Regions from separate parts of the Mus musculus genome. Here region 1 is linked to region 2. Evidence: chromatin contacts called from public promoter capture Hi-C data. All regions are on one chromosome and are shown on one strand. The core of a region is the stretch at or near the end of the contact, and the rest is flanking DNA. Distances in the headings are between cores, read along the strand shown.

What was found. Promoter capture Hi-C pulls out the DNA fragments that hold promoters and counts their contacts.
Region 1: a contact with region 2 is called in a promoter capture Hi-C map of pre-B cells. The contact joins the promoter of Syncrip here to the promoter of Phip in region 2. A contact is called at or near these places in 2 of 39 promoter capture datasets (cranial neural crest and pre-B cells) and 1 of 484 Hi-C or Micro-C datasets (CD4 T cells).

The regions. Positions count from the first base shown.
Region 1 is chr9:88,480,262-88,483,706 of GRCm38.p6, forward strand. Syncrip (synaptotagmin binding, cytoplasmic RNA interacting protein) reads right to left here and starts at 2,136. Exons shown (of 11, transcript NM_019666.2): 1 at 1,795-2,136; 2 at 345-504. The coding sequence starts at 492.
Region 2 is chr9:82,974,018-82,977,588 of GRCm38.p6, forward strand. Phip (pleckstrin homology domain interacting protein) reads right to left here and starts at 1,472. Exons shown (of 40, transcript NM_001081216.1): 1 at 1,235-1,472; 2 at 1,071-1,129; 3 at 910-939; 4 at 657-716. The coding sequence starts at 1,274.

The DNA of each region.
Region 1 (3,445 bases), core at 886-3,385, 5.5 Mb after region 2:
GACAAGAACTAGCCTACAGTTACCAAGTTATTAAACAAGAATCCTGCTATAAAAATACCTCAAAAAGTCACATGGGCTCCTCTCAACATTTAGCAGCTGTTGCTACTATCATATACTATCCATCAGGCCAGACAGCCTTCCCCTAGGGAGGTCTATTCCCCCATTTCAGCCCTCCCTCTACACTTTAACCTCTAAGCTCAAACCTAAATTAACCAACTATCAGAACAAGGCAAAGCTCCAGTTCCCACGTTTATTGGAAACCACAAAAAGTTGCTATTTTAGCTCAAAGCCAGAAATCCAATAGAAAAATTTCATAATGTTATTTTGCAAGTGTTAGTTCTTACCTGCAACGTAAATTTCATCTAGTTTTTCAGCAACTTTCTGTGGTAAACCAGCATCAAGCAATGTCTGAAAATTTTCTGAATGGATAACTGCTGAAGTAGTATCCATGGGCTCTTCAGTACCATTTCCATTAACATGTTCTGTAGCCATGTTTCCAGAGATCTGTTCAAACGCAATAAGCAAAATTAAACTAGGATCTTCAAACAGAATAGAGGACAATGACAGTCCCAATCTTTACTTTCTCTACCACTTAACTACAACCAGCCAGCCTGAACCTCCCTTGAAAGAAACCTTAAAATCACTATCGCCTGACAAGCCAGATTTTGGAGCTCGGGTACAGAAGGACCGATTCACTAGATTCTTCCTGAGCACCACCCCTGACTTCACCTGCTAACACTCACTGAGAAAAACCTTATTACAAATGAAGCCCAATCAGCACAGCGACCGGCCCAGCCTGCCACATGCAGCAGTTCCAAAACGGAGAATAAGGTGTGTGAAGCAAGCAACGCTGGGCTTGTCTCTCTCCAAGGTAAACCAGAAAGTGCGCTTTTCCCGCCTGCCGCTTATAGATCAGTAACAACAGCCAGCGAAGAACAAAGCGCTCACACAAGCCACCTTCCCACCACCCAATTCCTCCACCCTTCACCCCCACACCCCAAAGCCCGCCCCCGACTCCGCACCCGGAGCGGCAGCCTCGCCACTGCGGCCGCCAGGAACCCATTAGAAACACGTGCTCTGCGCCTTCAAATGTCCTACAACTTCCTTCAACGGAAACCCACCGAGTACCGGGCCAAGACGGTCATCACCGCCTCCCAACATCAACCCGCAGTCGCGGTGCGAGCCCCCTGAACCGTGCAACCGCACCATCTCGCCCCTCAACACTGAGGCCGCCGCGGCGCCAGGCCACGGGCTTTCCCCGCCCCCCAGCGCTGCCGTCTCCGCCGTGACACATGGCTCTCCGCCCCGGGCGCTCCCGGGCGCCCGCGACCCCCAGCCTCCCGCACCCCTCGGTGCAGTGGCTGCGGCGCCGAGGCCGACAGCCCGCGCGGGGAGGGCGTTCCGCCGCCAAGCACACGCCCGCGGGAGCCGAGCACCGCCCAAGCCCGCCGGCCGGTCGCGGGACAGCACCCCGCGCCTCTCCGCCCACTCCCGCGCCGCCGGCCACGACAGCACCAAGTCCGCCGCTCGCGCTCCGCGCGGGCCATCGGGCTGTCGAGGCGCCTCCTCCCGGAGCGCCGCAGACAAAGCCCAGCCGCGGCTGCACATGGGGAGAGGAGGAAGTGGCGGCGCGGCCGCGGCCTACTCTCCGGCAGCCCCGGCCAACGTGCTCTTCTCTCCCCCTTGGAATCCATTTTCCAGAAAAGCCGGTTTCTCCCCGCGCCGCCCTCCCCCAAGCACCCTCCACAATGTCACGGAGCTCCCCTCCCGGACCCGGGGGCCCGCGGTCGTTACCTCCCCGCGGGGCTGGGGCCGAGGAATCCTGTCCGACCGGGTCGGCTGGCGGGGAACGCGTGCTCGCTGCTCCCTGTGTCCGGCGCGAGTGGAGCTGTTGTAAAATGGCGGCCGAAGCTCACGCCGCTGGCAGCAAACCCGATCCAGTTCCACTCGCCTCCGAGCGCGCTCCCGGTGCGCGCGCGCCCCCGCGTGACCCCCCTTCCCTCCCCTCCCTGGCGCGTCCGCTTCTCTCCCTCACTCCCTCAGCTCAGCCCCTGCCCTCCGACAGCTCCTCCTTCTCCCCTCGCCACCTCCGCCGGCCGCTAGCCGCCCTGTCCTCTCAGCCTTCGTCCTTCCTTCCCTGCACCTCCTCCCCCAGCTTCCCCACTCCCGTCCGCGGCCGCTCACACACGAGTGGCCGCCCTTCTTCCTCTCTGGCTCTCTCTGGCTTCACGCCCTCCCTCGCTAGCTCTCTCTCGGCCCCGTCCCCAGTCCCTGCCGAGTCGCTCTTTCTCTCTCCCGCGCTGACGTGACGACGCAGACGACGCCGCGGGACGCGCGCCCGCGAGCCCCGCCTCTCGCCCCGCCCCTAACTCCCGGTCGGGGGGGGGGGAGAGACCCCGCCCTTCCGCCGCGGCGACAGCGAGGGGCCGAGTGAATGAGAGACCCGCCCTCTGTGCGGACACTCCCTCTCGCTCCGCGGGCGGGGCCGCCGGCTCGGCGTGTCCCACTCGTTCTTTGTCAGGAGACAAGCATATCCCCACCCCGCCCTCCCCGCCCCCCACCGCCCCACCGCCGGCCTGGGCTCCGAGGGTGCCCGACGTTGGCTGCCCGCTCTGCCGGGGCTGGGGCTGTCGCCGCCGCGGCCGCCCCGCGCCCTGGGCGCTGGAGAAGCTGCAGGCGCACGTGTCCCCCGGGGCGGGGCGAGGCGAGGCAGACAATGGGGCTGCGGGGGAGGGGAGCTGCACGGGGAACGGCGGAGCTCGGGGCCACCCGGTGGCGGGGCTGGAGTTCGGGAGTCACCCCGGGGAGCCCCGGCTTCCGCTGCTAGACAATGGGGTATCCCGCGGCCCGGCGCGCGCCGTCCTCCGCTTCCACGAATACCCTGGGCGGAGGGAGGGGCGCCGCGGGTTTGCGAGGAAATCCCTGTGCCTCCGGCTCGGGGATGACAGGGAGGCCAGATTTGGAAGCTTAACCGACCCGGTGGTGTTGGATTGTGCAATATTCCGTTTCTGTCCCTGGCCTTTTAAGCAGTTAAGTGCTCCTCCTGGCACACTTTGAACAACTTGAAGCAGCACAAAGCTGCGTGATTAGGACTACTGTGAGGGAAATGTGTTTCTTTTCAAGCATCTTGGCAATTAAATGTTATGTGAAGTGACATTTCCTTTGTAACCATTTACTATGGACAAGAAAGACAAGACAAAGGCGTTTGTATCTCAGGCGATATGGATACTAATTTTATCCAGAGCGACTGTAATGAAAAATGGCATTATCCTCTTTGAAAAAAAAAACAAAAAACTACAATTAGAAAGCTACTTGTTCTTCCAAATGAGCTTTATGCTATGATAAGCCAGTAAGTAGTCCAAGGAAACTTAGATAAACACTCTTCAAAGTGCCTAGACACATAAAATTGAGCTTTTTTTCTGTTGACAGGTGGATCAAGTAGGAA
Region 2 (3,571 bases), core at 222-2,721:
ATAATGCACAATGTGCCGCTGGGTGACTACCATATCTATCTGAACGCCTCCAACCAAACAAAGATTAAAAAAAAATAAAATTAAAAATCTGGGTCTGAATCTACAGAAAACAAAAGACAGAGGAGAAGGGGGAAAAAAAATTTTAAAAAATCTTGCCAAGGTTCCTCCGCGGCTCAAAGGCCTTCTTGTGAAATGCTAATGCCACTTCGGAGCAGTTAGTCACCAGCTATTGTGTGGAGCTGGAGAAAGCTGAGCCGGCCGCGCGTGCAGAGCAAGCAAGGAGCTGGCGAGCGCGCTCTCCAGGCTTGCGCCGCTCCCGCTGCCGCCGCCGCCGCGCGCGCGCCCCCGCGCGGATACGCGCGCCGGCCCCTCCTCCTCTGGCCTTGCACTGCACAACACTCATGACGTATCTTTATTTCTAGCACATTAACAAAATATCACAAATAAATTGTCCGCGGACCCCGCGGCCCCGGGGCGCCCGCACCCCCGGCTGCCGCCCCCCGCAGCCCCCGCTCCGGCCTCCCAACCCTCCCCGTGGCCTTTGCAGCTTTTCCCGTTCTGGGGCCAAGTTTTTGTCTCTGTAAAAAATTGCGGGAAATTCAATTTTTATTCGACTCGGGGAAAAGTTTCTTTGCAGTGCGCTAGGAATGTCTCACCAGATTCTGGTAGGTCCTGGGGTGCTCCTTCCCGGTCCAGTCGGTGCGCCGGGGCAGCAGCTGCGGGGACAGGACGCCCGGTGAGCGCGGCCCCCGGCCCGGACCGACGCCGCTCCCCTCCCCAGTCCGCCCCGCGCCCCGCCGGGGACCCCCCGCGCCCCGCGTCCCGCGCCCCGCCGGACGCCCGAGCTTGCGCAGCGGCCCGGGGGAGGCCGTGCGGCGGCGGGACGGCGCCGGGCCGCCGCGCCCTTACCTCCTTCTCGGCCACTTCGCGGATCAGCACCTGCAACAACAAAGCGGGGACGCTGAGCCCCCGCGCCCCGGGCCGCGGCCCCGCCGCCGCCGCCGCCCTCCCCCACGCCCGCGGGCGGCCACCGCGAGCGCCCGCCCGTCCCCGCGCCGCGCGCCGCCTACCTGAGCCGCCTGCTGACAGGGTCCATCTTCCAGGAACCGGGCGATGAGGAAGTAGAGCTCTGCGCGGGAGAGAAGGACGGGGAGACACGGGCTGAGCGGCCGCGGGGGGCGGGGGCCCGCGGGCGAGTCCGCCCGGCGCGGCGGCCCCGCAGCGCCCGACTTACCCGATCGCAGCTCCGAGAGGCCTTTCCTCTCACGAGACATGTTTGCGGGTCACTTCGGGGCCGCCGGCGGGACACCCCGCCGCCGAGGGGACGCGGGGACGGTGCCGCCGCCTGCCCTGTAGCTGTCAGTGTGTGCTCACGAGCCGAGCCTCGGCTCCACCATTCAAGCAACGGCGGCGGAGGCGGAGGAGGAGGAGGAAACAACAACTCTCAGGCAGCGGCCCCGGCTGCGGCCGCCTCCGCCGGGATCCCTCCGCCGCAGAAAGGAGTCCGCGCCTTCGCGGCCCCGCACTCGCCGCCCCCGCCCCCCGCGGGAAAAGGAGTGCCTCGGCCTAGGCCCGCGCCCGCGCGGTCGTCGCTCCGCGCGCCCTGGGCCGCCACTTATTTATTTATTTCCAGCGCGAGGAGATGTCGGAGCCGAAGCGGCGGGCTGCCTGGCGGGCGCTTTCTCTAAAGAGGCCGCGGGCGGGAGGGAGAAAGGGAGGGAGGGGAGGAGGGGGCCGGCACGGCTGCGCGGAGGGATCTGACGCACACGGAGCCGCAGCACAGGCTCTATTCAGCGGCGCTGGCTGGGTTGAGATGGAAGTTAGTTTCTATGTAGCAGAAATAGGAAACAAATGAAGCAAAACTGCTCAAAGAGGGGAAATGCCGGGAGGACTGGGCTCACTCTCACGCACGCACAGAGACTCTCAGCGAGCACTCTCAAGCTGGGCCAAGTCGGGATCGCGCTGCCCTGCCCGACTTGAACGCTAGTGTTTGCTTTCAGTCTTGCCATGTGCATGTGTATAAATGCTGCGGATTGGCATCCGTGTAAGTCTTGTCCTGCGATATTTCTGCAGCCTGGGCAAGTGTTGTGTAATTTATTGGAGTGCCGTGGGTTGCAATAGAGGTTCGGGCTTTTTTTTTTTTTTTTTTTTTTTTGAGCCACTTGCGTTCTGCAAACCCGTTATTCCCCGAAGCCACCTCTGCATATTTCTTTTATTACTACCATCGCCTGAAGCGTTCGTTTAAAAAAAAAAAATGTTTTTGTTTTGATAAACGGGCAAGAGGAACTCCAGATTTGTACTTCAGCTCATCTTTTCCCCCACTTATTACAAAAAGGCTAGTGATGGCTAATTAGGGATTTGGAAGTGAAGAACCTTAAAGCTTTTTAAAGTGTTTACAAGAAGGGCTAATATAAACCTGAAGGAAAGGAAAGGGCGCTAGCTAATACTTATCTCTAACTGATATGGAGGTAAATTACTGACACGGTCGATAACCTACCGAAGGTTATTGAAAGAGTATATTACAGTTTAGCAAAGGTGATTAGTGATTAAATAATTTAAATTATCTGTGTATCTTGCAGTTGACTTCGTCATGCTAATTAATGGCTTCTAATTTACGGTGTAAACCATTCCTGTTTACAGTTAATCACGGGAAGACTTCTTAAAAACTGGCGAAAAGCAGAAACAAAAATCTTTTCGTAAATCCTAATGTAATTACTGGTTTTATATGATACATCGTTCATCTGTGTTTTGCTGATGAGGATAGGGGCCTTGTTATTTTTAAAACGAATATGGGTGAAATTAATGGAAACAATGGAAAAGGCCGTTTGTTAAAAAACAAGGACACCGAGTGATATTTATCTCCAGATGAATTAAGCACTTTCCAAAAAGACTTTGAGAGTTCAATTTTTTTAAAGGTTGGCCTTTTAAAGAGAATTAGGCTAGTCATTCTTTTGTTAATCCTTAACAAAAGATCCTCTTTGAATTTCTTAGATAATAAGCTGCATTTTATGGGTCTGATTTTAAAAGGTAATTTGTGAGGTAAGGACCAAGAAGCTGGATTGTGGTTTTCCGGGATTGTTTCCTCAAGCCCTGCACCCTCCTAGCTCCCTGCCTTCCTAGTGGGAAATGCTGCAGCCGCCTTAGGCTGTACTGCAAGAGCACTAAAACACCAGACATTCTCACACATGTGAGCACGAGGAAACCGTCTCAACCCCCTTTGGAATCATGGATGTAAAATTGCCTTTTGTAACTCAATAAAAATAAGAGGTTACCCCGATTGGTCCTAATGCTACAGTATTATAAGATCTGCCCCTAAACTGGTGTGGCTAGCCTCAGAATCTGGACATGTTTGCATTTTTAAAACGTGTAATCCTAGTCTTACAATGTTAGGTAAAGTAGCCTGCTTCTGAATAATTAGGCATAAAACATATTTTATATGCCTTTGCAATTGTATTTATTTATGTGACTAATGTTGTTTTATCTTAACTTTTTAAAATGCATTATGTCCTTCAAATAATTTAGGTACTTCATTGAGAAGGTCTTTAAATGAACAGATTTTGAGAACTAAAAA